Linked DNA regions of Mus musculus: region 2 is linked to region 1. Evidence: chromatin contacts called from public Hi-C data. All regions are on one chromosome and are shown on one strand. Each heading gives the region's core, a stretch centred on a gene start, on an enhancer-like site or on the middle of the called end of the contact. The rest is flanking DNA. Distances are from core to core; before and after follow the strand shown.

Region 1 (5,784 bases), core at 1,012-3,511:
CTTCAGGGCCTCTGCTGTGATCCAGGGATGAGTACTGTATGCAGTGCCTAGGGACACACAGCTGAGGCCCCAGTATGGCTAATTGGGCCTGTGTGGGCAGCAAGGCAATACAATCCAGGCTTCAGATGGACTTGGGAACCTTCAAAATAAAAGGAGATCCATTGGTCTACTTATGTCTATGAATTTATTTTTACTGAAATAAAGAAAAATAATGTGCTTCTTAGGAATCAAACAAGGCCTGGGGATATAGCTCAGTAAAAAGCATGCATAAACTCTGGGTTCAAGCTCTAGAGCCCTACATAAATTCTCTCTCTCTCTCTCTCTCTCTCTCTCTCTCTCTCTCTCTCACACACACACACACACACACACACACACACACACACCACACCCTAGAAATGATCAAAATTGACATTTCCAATTTCATGAACATACTGGACCGGGTGCAAGCATTCAGATACCATACATTGAGAGAAATCTTGTACGTACATGTATGCACACATACGCCGAGTGTGGTTTTATTGGATACATCAAACATTTGCTTTGAAATGGATTTAAATTGTTTTTATCTTTTAATCGTGTGTTTATGTGTAGGTGCATGTAAGTGCAACACCCACTGAGGCCAGAAGATGGCGTCAGATCTCTTGGAGTTGGAGTTACAGTCGGTTTCGAGACATGAGACTTGAACTTAGATCCTCTTCGAGAAAAGTGAAAAGCTGGGTGTAACACCAGAACTTGGGCTGGCTGAGAGAGGAGGCTTGCCAAACAAACAAGGGGCTACATGGTGAGACCCTGTCTCAAAAACCAGCCAACTGGGCTGAACAAGATGGCTCAGAGGGTATAGGCGATTGAGATCCTTGGGAGCTACGAGATGAAACTTACTGCAAGTTCTCCATGGAGTGTGTGCACGCAAACCAATGCAGTAAAATTGTAAAATAATCCTTTAAAAAACAAAAACAAAACCCTAATGAACCAAATAAGAAAACCAAAGAGATTACTTTTTCCATCAAAGTCATTTCCAGCAATGGCTCTCAACCTTTGCTCACTAACATGAATACATTAAATTCCCATCAGCCTTCTCGGAGGCTGCGCCTTAACCACGAGTAGTACTAACGCCAACAGCATGTTGATTTGTTGAGGGTGCAGTTCTAGATTCCTGATGTCAGAACTAAGGTGTGGTCTGGGGACAGACTGTGAGCAAGCCCAGAAGAGATCAGTTGGCACTCCATCCACGGAGCACTCTATTCTAGTCTGCTGTGTGCCCTCTAAGTCCTGTTTGCTATGCTAAATGTGCATTTCCACATATCTAATATAGTGATATCACTGGTTATAATGTTCACTTAGCATAATCTTTGGTTCAGTGTTAAGAAAGCCATCGCCTGGGGCCTGGAGAGATGGCTCAGCGGTTAAGAGCATTGGCTGTACTTCCAGAGGACCTGGGTTCGAGTCCCAGCACAAACATGGTAGTCTATAACCCCACTTCCAGGGGATCTGATACTCACTTCTAGCCTCCTCAGGCTCTGGGCACACACCTGGTGCACATGTATGCACTCAGGCAAAACAACCAAACACGGAAAAGAAACCCTGTTTTAAAAAAGTCCTCACCTATTCTGAGACCAGAAAAAGGAATTCTCTCCTTTCCTCCTTTTTTAAAGTTTGATGGTTTATATTGTGATTTCAAAAAAAAAAATCTAATATATATTTGGTAAAGAGTAAATATGTATTTTAATAAACTTTTCTCAGTGGTTTGTCACTGCTCCAACATTTTATTAAAAAGTCCACACAAAATCCACCAATCAGAAGTCAATCTTACTGTGTGTGACATTTCTCTATTTACGTAGATCTACCCCACCCTTTCTGGTGTTAGGTTTTGGTTTTTTGTTTTTGTTTTTTGTTTTTTGTTTTTGTTCCTCTGGTGCTGGGATGGAACCTAGGACCTGACCTGTTTCCAGACTATTGGTCACTGAGCCGCACCCGCTCCCCTCTGCTGTTCCTCGGCCACACCCACTCCCCCTGCTGTTCCTGGGTTGCTGTCTCCGTGACCTTTTTGGTTTGTTTGTTTTGTTTGGGGTGATTTTGAAGATAAATTTTAGTGATATTTTATCAAGTTCATTCAAAATCATTATTAGAATGTAGTACTATTTCATTTTTTAAAAGAGTGTTACTTTTATTTGTTTGTGGGGTTGGGACATGGGCAGGCCATAGCACAGGTGTCAAGGTCAGAGGTCAAGAGTAGGGACCTGGTTGTCTCCTTCCACCACGTGGGCTAGAGGTGGGGGAGTGAGGGGGAGGGGCGGTAACTTAGGCCCTCAGACTTGGTGGCAGCTTTTCCTTCCTGAGCCTTCTCTCCAGCCCAGAATTAACTGTCCGTCGACTGCTCTAGAGCCTTCTTACCTCAGACCACAGCGGGGTGGAGTCTGTTTGTCTTTTTCTCATGTCTTGCAAGCCGTTATACTTACTAACAGCCCTCTCTGATACATTTCTGTTATATCTGTTCCCAGTGATATTTTTTGGTGTCATTTTTAACAACAGGAAACTAAGAAATAGCAGAGAAGCTATAGCCTTTCCCACGTACATAAAACGGGATCAGCCGCAGCGGCTCTTTGTATCCTGCTTTTCAGTTGGCCAGGGTTTGGGTTTTGTTTGTTTTTTATTGTTTATTTTGTTGAAGATTTGTTTGTTTGTTTGTTTGTTTATTATATGTAGTACACTGTAGCTGTCTTCAGACACTCCAGAAGAGGGAGTCAAATCTCGGTACAGATAATTGTGAGCCACCATGTGGTTTCTGGGATTTGAACTCAGGACCTCTGGAAGAGCAGTCAATGCTCTAAACCGATGAGAGGCATCTCTCCAGCCCCCTCTCTGGTTCTTTTATGATTGCTTTTTTTTTTAAGTCTTTTGTGTGCATGCCATGTATGTGCTTGCTCACATGTGTGAGCAGTTCATGCATGTGGAGGTCAGTCAGACAACCCTGGGTCAATGCTTACCTTCCATCTTATTTGAGACAGAGTTTCTAATTTGCTTCGTGTGCAGCAGGCTAGGTGTGCAGGGGCTCTCCTGTCTCCACCTCCCATCCTGCTAAGTGCTGGGATTATAGATGTGTGTCAACACATCCGACTTCACACTCAGGGGAGGGATTCACACTCAGGTCCCGGTTCTAATGTGGCAAACTCAACCCCTGCCCCACCCCACACCATCTCCCGGCCTCATTTTAAATTCTTGCTCTTCTTCCCGGTCTCTCTCTCTCTCTTCCTTCCTTCCTTCCCTCCTTCCTTTCCTTCCCTCCCCTTCCCTCCCTCCCTCCCTCCCTCCCTCCCTCCCTCCCTCCCTCCCTCCCTCCCTCCCTCCCTTCCCTTCCTTGCTCTGTAGACCAGGCTGGCCCCAACTCAGAGATCAACCCGCCTCTGCCTCCTGGATGCTGGGATCAAAGGTGTGCACCACCATTGCCTGGCCTCAATTCTTGCTTTTATAGTCACCAATTTTTCTTTCATATACCTAATTAATCATCCTGGTAAGTACCTGAAGATCACTATTAGATAATGATTAATAGCTGGAGAGCAATTAAATGACTCTTTCTATATTCTTAACTTTAATGAAAATGTTTCAAGTGATTTATCTCTAATGATGGCAGAAGCTGAGTTTTTCAGTAAAATAAAGAAATGTTTTATATCTTTCAGTGTTGGGTTTTATTCCCTCGATTAAATAATTGTGTGTTATCTGTTTTCTACTCACAGAAATAGATTCTGGGACATACCAGCATTTTGACATCTTAGAGTATACATGTGATATAGCTAATCTTTAAAATCTGCTACTGGATCCCACTTGCATTCTACCAGATTCTTGCACCATTTTTTCTGAGTATCTGAGGTCTGAAAACTGGCATGTCTTCTTTTCAATATTCTTGAACGTTATGAAACCAGATTTAGTTTTGACAGGTATATGTGCTCTCCATATTCTTCAGACATTATAATCTTTATTTAGTTTTTCTTTTTCTTAAATATTTACTCTTATTTTACATATATAAATGCTTTGCCTGCCTGCATGTATGTATATCGTGTATGCAGTGCTCAAGGAGGCCAGCAGAGGGCATCAGATCCCATGAGATGGGAGTTACAGGGTGGTCCTGTGAGTGCTGGGAACTGAACATAGATTCTCTACCAGAATATTAAACAATGAGCATTTCCCTCAGGCCTTCCTGCCCTCCCTCCTTCTCTCCCTCCATCCATCTGTCCCTCCCTTCCAGCACGTGCGTGTGTGCGTATGTGTACAAGGTGCTCATTAAGGCCAGAGAAGGACATCAGATCTCTCTGAGTCACATGTGCCTGTGAGCCGCCCCGTATGTGCGCTGGGAACCCAACTCCGGTCCTGCACAGGAGCACTGCACGCTCTTAACCCCTGGGCCATCTCTCTAGCCTTCACGTCTGAACATTTTAGATACCAATGGAGTTATTTTCTTCTCTCAGACTGATAGACTCTATCCTGAGAAACATGAGAAATTAGATTAGCTAGTGATTTCTGATCATATTTTCAAGGGATTAGCTATAGATTTTTATGGCAAGTGGCTATTTACTTTCCAATTCATTAATTTGTATTTTTATTTCATTAACCACATCCTTTGGTTTGCGCAGGATTGTCTTGTCCTTACATTTATAATTTTTAAACAATTTTATTAATTGACTGACAACTGAGTGGGAGAGGGGTTGTGAGTGTGCATCCTCTGGCATGTGTGGAGGTCACCTGGTTTGTGTGTGTGTGTGTGTAGGTCACCTGGTGTGTATGTGAAGGTCACCTGGTGTGTATGTGTGGAAGTCACCTGGTGTGTGTGTGTGTGTGGAAGTCATCTGGTGTATGTGTGAAGGTCACCTGGTGTATGTGTGGAGGTCACCTGGTGTATGTGTGAAGGTCATCTGGTGTGTGTGTGGAGGTCACCTGGTGTGTGTGTGGTGGTCACCTGGTGTGTGTGTAGGTCACCTGGTGTGTGTATGTATGTATGTATGAACGTATCTATCTATCTATCTATCTATCTATCTATCTATCTATCTATCTATCTATCTATCTCTGTGCTAGGGGTCAAGGGAAAGCTTGCATGGTCCAGGCAGAGCATCCCTGACCTCTAGTTTGGTGTTTATAGCAGCGTCTTTATCTGCAGCACTGTTTTAACAGTGTTGCTCATCTCCCAGGTCTCAGTGATAATTAACTGAAATTAATATTTATGAAACATTTAAGACAGTGCCTCGTATGCAGTTCTACTTAAGTGTTAATTATTCACTCTCTCTCTCTCTTTTATATATATGTCTTTCGCTGTCTTGCTTTTTCTACTTGATCTGTCACAAGCCGACCGCAGGGACAGTTCAGTACCAGAGCACCTGATTGCCTTTTCCCCTATTTTTCCTCTAGCAGTTTTTTGCTTTAGGTTTAAATGCTATGCAGTCCCAAGAAATAGTCATAATATATTTTAAGTTTTAAAAAATTAATGTATTTATTTTTATGTGTATGGCTGTTTTAATCGAGTGTGTCTATGTAACATGTGTTTGCCTGGTGCACATGGAGGCCAGAAAAGGGCAGCATGTCCCCCGAGACTGGAGTTACAGACAGTTGTGAGCTCCCATGTAGGTGTAGGGAATCGAACCCAGGTCGTCTGGAAGAGCAGCCAGTGCTCTTAACTGCTGAGCCATCTCTTTTGCTCCAACACTGCATTTCTAGATGCATTTTACTTATATGTGGTGGGGGTATATGCATGTGGAAGCAGGTATCCATAGAGGCCAGAGCTGTTGAGTCCTCTGAAGC
Region 2 (5,966 bases), core at 2,848-5,347, 57 kb after region 1:
TGCCTACAGAGAGCCAAGGGACCTGGGCTGCATCTCTGGAGATTTCTGTAGCTGGCAAACAGCACTGGGTTGGTTAGATACCTGGAGAAGCAGCCCAGAATGAGGGTGGAGCATGCTTTCAGGGTGGCCACACCCCTGTGGCAGGCTGGAGACCAGCTCGCAGCACTAAGGAAACCGGTTCCCTTCTGCTTCAGCTCTGTTCCTTCTACAAAGATGTGACCACACTCTGGAGGCAATGACAACTTCATATCCGACTTATCACTCTTAGGGGGCTCTCTGCAGGGGACGTGCCCATTCAGAGAGGGGGTGGGGGTGGTTGAGAAGGGCTTCCGGAGCTCTGTCCAACCCATCCACTATACCCATAACTAGTACCAAGCATCGTTTGGAGCTCAGCAACATGACAGAGATTAAAGATGGCACTTCTGGCCCTTGGGGTTGGCTCAGTGGGTTAGGGTGCTTGCTGCCAAGTCTGATGACCTGAGTTTAATCCCCCAATCCACATGATGGAAAGAAGACTAATTTCTGCCTTCTGACCTCCACGTACCCACCATGATCTGTACGTGCTTCCCCCAACAACACAAGTAAATAAATAACTGAATACACAAATCAATAAATAAATACATAAAATAATGCAAAATTTTAAACCACAACAGAAAGCCAAAACCAACTAACCAAAGGACAATGGACACGGCCTACAAGCACACCCTCATCTAGGTCACCAGTGACCATGAAAGGGGCCTTCCAGGTCTCCACAGTAAGGTGCACGTGCCTCTGCCTTGGTGGACTGCACCACCCCTCTCTGGGACTCCATCTTCTGGTCCCTTAGGTGATATCCAGAGGTGACTGAGCCAGTGAGTTGGCTCAGTGTCAAAGGTACATGCTGTCAAGCATGCTCACCCTGGAACCCACAAGGCAAAAGGCGACAACTGAGTCCTGCAGCTTGCCCTCTGACCTCCACACTCTCCATGCACATAAAAACCCAATAAGCACATAATAGATCTTTAAAATGCAACCCAGAGAAGGCGGTGCCCTTCAGGTGCTGCCTGAACCAGGACCCCAAAGCTGGCTTGGCGCTGCTTTTCCTGCTGCTCCACTCCAACAGCTCTGTCAGCAGGCAGGAAGCATTTTTTAGGCCGCGGTTTATGTAATTGGACGCTAACCAGAGTTCTTTGAGAAGCTCTCAAACTGCAAACATTTGTCAACACCTAGTTCAGAAGCAAGCGCTGCCTCCTTCGAAAGAGGCCCACATGAGAAAAAACTAGAGACTTAAAAAAAAAATCCCAAGAAATGGCTTTTCCTAGGCTGAGTCTCAAGGCAGCAGCGGGTAGAGGGCTCAGGGGTGGTGGCGGGTGGAGCCACCAGAGACAGGGGAATGCTGGGGAAATCATTTCTTCTGAAGCCCCGCTCCTTGACTCCAAGGCTATTTTTCCTCCTGAAGAAGCAGAGATGTGAGGGCTTCTCAAACTTCCCTACACAGGAAGAACCCTTAGGGATCGTGTGAAAAATGCAGGCGCTGACTCAGCGTGTTGAGGGTGGAGGTCACTACCGGCCACTAGTGATTTCTCACTATGCTGCTTGTCCTAGAAGGAGTGAGGGGACCCCGCACCACCCTGGCCTGAGCACAGCACCTGTGCGTACCCCAGGACAGATGCAGACATAAAGGATTAAGAGCAAAGGATATGAATGTACCAAAATCTTCACAGCCGCTCTGCGCACCGGGTGGAAGGGGCTGAGGACGTACAAGGCATTGGTGGCACTGAACCGGAAGATGGTTTTGCCCTTATTCAGCACGATGAAGGTCTGTGGACAGAGGGAACTGTTAGGTCTGGAGACGGCTGTCATCTAGGAGCCCTCAAGCAGTTTCCTCCCCCTCTCCCACCCTGCATAGAGCTGCAACAGAGAGCCCTGCTCACAGCTGGGGCAGCAGAGACTTATGGGTGAGGAAGGAATGCTAAAGAGCTATCCACGGCTTTCCCTGGGACCTTCCCTGCCTGAGGTCAAAGGTCAGCCTCCGAATAGCACACACGGTCTGGGCTTTGAGGACCTCCCTTCGTTTCTAGAAGATATGCCTGTCTGGCATCATGGGGCAGGGGAGCTGTGAGATCTCAAGGCTGCAGAGCAGAAGCCGGAGGCAAAGGGAGCCAGCACACCAGAGCATGGCAGCCACAGGCTATGAGGTCACCCATCTTCACGGGCTGAGGGGATGGGACAAAGTCCTATTTAACCTTGGCTGCTGGGACACGGTGAGCAGAGAGGTCAGAACTAGGAGTTCCACGGGGTGCCAGCCTGCGAGACCTCAGGCGGTGTAGCCAGGGACGGCAAGAGAAACAGGATGGAACCCAGGGTACCCGGAAAACATCAAGCATCCCCAGATATATAGAGACTAAGAAAAGAGATGGCGTCCTTGGTGACCTGTTGGGGGGGGGGTCTCCTAAGCCCAGCCAGCCTGGACTCCATCTTAGGTTCACCTGCCGTGCTCACTACTGGTCTCGTCTGAGTCCTGCCTAGTCCTTTCTGTTCCCCTCCATGACCTAGACTCACCCTCAGCTGTGTCCCTAACCCTAATCCCAATTCTGTCAGCTCGGAGCAAGCACGACCCGAGCCTACCCACTCACTCACTCACAGCTCAGGCTCACATCCCACTCGGACCCTGCTCCAGTCACCTGAGCCAGGGAGAGGTCCTGGAGCCTCAGCCTAGAAGCAGGGCCCAGGTCGTCTCTCCTGCTAACTGTCTGTATAGATGGAGTGAGTGTGTGTGTGTGTGTGTGTGTGTGTGTGTGTGTGTGTCCCTTCGCACCCACAGCTGATCACACATGCACCTATGCATATGCACATACACACAGACGTGCACACTCAGGCTCTTAGTCTCTTAAACATTGTCTTCAACCACCATGACAGACAGACCGACAGACACATGCTACCCAGACCCCCACACTGACTGTACTTATCTTTCCAGTCCCGCTGGTGTTGCTCTGCGCTCAGCTTGAAGCTGGCCACAGGGACTCCCGTGGCCACCCTGGTCTCTGTTGCCTAGCCTTCCTGGAAAGGCCTTCCTCTAGATCCCAGCCTGTTCTCCTGCCATGACCCCCACAGTCAGGTCCAGAAGTGGACAGTTGTGTGAGCAGCCTGTCCCTCTGTAGGGGACCTGTGTGCCTGTCACATCATTAGTGCAGGGAAGGGCCTCTTGGAGAAACAGCACAACACTCCCTTCCCTCTCTCCAGGCAACAAGGGCAGCACAAGGCTTCCCCACACTCCATGCCTTAGCAGCCACGCCCTCTTCACCCCTCAGCCTTCCCATGACCTCTGTGGTTCAGGGAAGGCCACGAGGCCCAGGAGACTTCTACTGTGGCTCAGCCTGAGCCAGCTGGCTCAGAGGAGGATGCCTGGCTAATTCTCTGAGCTGCCAGAGGGACAGGAGGAACGCATGCAGGAGTTAGGAGGGGGACCGCTCAGGGCTTCATTCCAAGCGCCCACGCGTCTGGGGACAGGAAGGAATCCCCTAGAGGTATATGCCGGAGAAAGACAAAAGAAGGTAACATTTCAGTGGTCCTCCCACCCCTATGTTAGGGGCTCAAACGGCGTGATTTATGTCTGTATCCCAGAACTCCAAAATTAAGGTGATTGGAATACAGATTAATGGTGAATCACTCCCCCAAAGCCCAGGGGAGCCGGCCCCACACAGAACTCCACAGGAGCAAAGCTCCATCTGTCTGCTGCCTTCCCAGGAGCTACCCAAAGGGTGAGGAGGGTGCTGAGGGGGCGGCAGTCACCTTCTGGGTACTATAGAAAGGGTCCAGGTCTTCCAGGGGCTCCCCAATGAGCTCTCGGGGTGGGTTGCCATAGAGATCTGGCAGCTTTTTGGAGGCCTGTAGGTCCAGCTGGGGCCGGGGAGCCTCCTCCTCTGGCAGGCCCTCACGGCTCTCCTGTGAGGTGGCCGAACCACGGGCTTGTTTTTCAGCCATGCGCTTCTCGATGGCCGCCAGTGACTCCCGGGTGAACCTACGGAAGCTGCTGGTGCCCCGAGGTAACAGGAAGTTTGCCATCTTCTCATCCTGCTTCTGGGGGCACAGGCTCTCCTCAGGCTGCCTGGAAGGAAGCTGGGAGACAAACACAGGGTGTGATGGGGTGCCACGGCCGGAGGGCAGGGTAGTCAGCCAGCTAGGCCGATGGCGGGGAAAGACACAATCTGCAAAAGTGTACAGCCCACCCCATTCCCGACCCCCACTGCCAACCACTGCACAGGCGCATACGATTGACAGCGGCTCGGGTAAACGCTGATGCTCGCCTCCACTGAGGTGTGTGTGTGTGGGGAGGGTCCATGAAGTGACCCCCCCCACTCTTGCCCCAGTGTGTACGTGTATGCATAAATATCAGTGATCAAGAGACGGTGTGTCCTCATGAAGGGGTTACCCTGTCCACCACACACAAAAGTAAAAACACTTCAACTGACCCCCTTTAAGACATTTCCACCACAACCGGCTCCCTGGCCTCCACAGGGCAGGGATGGGAAGAGATGCCGTTCATTTTATCCCAGACTCAAACAGAAGGGCTTTTCTCCAATTAAAAGGTGAAGCATGCATACGTCAGGATTTGGCCCTGCACGGGACAGGGTCCCACCCCCCCTCTCCAGGGAACATTCCCAGCCTGAGTGGTGTCCAGTGCCCCCACAATCCCCATGCCCTCACACAAGAGGTGCAAATCAAACCTGAGGCATAGAGGCAGCAACTGGAGGCAGCATTTGCCCCCCAAGGGATCCAGGGTTTTCAGCAACGGCCGGCCGGACAGGAACACAAGAACTAGCATCCAGATGTTGGCATCTGGTGTGCCCAACTGTGTAGACCTCCATCTGAGGATCTCATAGGGATCCCCTGAGTGCAGCACCGTCCCTAGCTAGACTGATTCTAAAGACGGGAAATGTGACAGGTGGGTCTCTGGCTCATCACACCGTCCCCTCTTCTCCCATAAAAGGGGACATACAAGCGCAAACCCCAAGGGTTGTTTTTTCTTTCCCCCCCAGCACCGGAAGGCGGTGACCACTGGTGAAGAGGACTTCCAACAGGCATATGTGTGTGACGTCAAACAGGGAGAATGTGGCCCCTGGTGGCCTCAAAAGATTCAGAACCTGGTGCGAACACACTCTGTCTATGACAGCAAGGCAGAAGAATGCATTTCTGTCAGGCTCACCAAAACAGGATGTGGCCAGAGGGCTCCTGACTATGACACCAAGCCAGGAGGCTGCACCGCTAATTACCACATCAAAACCGGGAATGGCTGGGCACCGGCTCAAGAGGGCAGACTGGACACCTGCTGAAGATGTCTGCCAGGGACACACTCTCTTCCTGTCAGCCAAGGGCTTTGCCCTGAGCTCACTCCATGGGGCATGTCATTAGTGACCCCTATAAGCTTCTGTGACACCCATGCCAGCACACGGCCAACAAGGACCCCAACTCAGGGTGCCTGAGCACCACCGATGGCAGATAAAGGTCCTAGTGAGAATTCCTGTCTCAGAAAACAAGTTGGACAGCTCCCAAGGAATGACGCTGCTGCAAGCTGACCTTTGGCCTCCATATGGCTGGCACATATGTGTCTCTGCACTGAGACACACACACAGACATGAGCATATAGTTGTACGGTGTGTGTGTGTGTGGTATGTGTGTATGGTGCATATGTGTATATATGGTATATGTATGATGTGTGTGCATGTATATGAGTGTGCATGGTGGTGTGTGTGTGTGGTTTGTATGTGCACGTGTGGTATGCGTGTGTACATGGTATATGAGTGTGTATGATGTGTGTGTGGTATGTGGGTATGGTGTATATGTGTGTGTATATGGTATATGAGTGTATATGGTGTGTATATGATGTGTGTGTGTACATGATGTGTGACTCTGTACGATGTGTGTGTATATGGTGTGTGACTGTGTATGTTGTGTGTATATGATGGGTGTGCAAGCTGGTGTGGTTA

The links. Hi-C and Micro-C count contacts between places; a contact is called where the count stands out from the background.
Region 2: a Hi-C map of embryonic stem cells shows a contact between it and region 1, with 1.6 times the contacts expected there. The contact joins the promoter of Scn5a here to the enhancer-like site in region 1. A contact is called at or near these places in 7 of 39 promoter capture datasets (the 3T3-L1 cell line, the HPC-7 cell line, embryonic stem cells and 4 more), 13 of 484 Hi-C or Micro-C datasets (cerebellar granule neurons, embryonic stem cells and morula), 10 of 115 datasets of contacts at active chromatin or transcription factors (embryonic stem cells, heart atrium and stem cell-derived neural progenitor cells) and 1 of 9 other capture datasets (adipose tissue).

Annotation. Positions count from the first base shown.
Region 1 is chr9:119,503,185-119,508,968 of GRCm38.p6, forward strand. The region is part of intron 19 of Scn5a (sodium channel, voltage-gated, type V, alpha); the gene reads right to left. Among named protein-coding and RNA genes, the nearest start is that of Scn5a, 57 kb to the right of the region's middle. Within about 2 kb of position 2,262, at least 2 of the 459 cell types and tissues checked have an H3K27ac peak or open chromatin away from gene starts, as enhancers often do. A contact at or near this core is called in embryonic stem cells, where this site is marked.
Region 2 is chr9:119,558,581-119,564,546 of GRCm38.p6, forward strand. Scn5a (sodium channel, voltage-gated, type V, alpha) reads right to left here and starts at 4,098. Exons shown (of 27, transcript NM_001253860.1): 1 at 3,772-4,098; 2 at 1,682-1,800. The coding sequence starts at 4,044.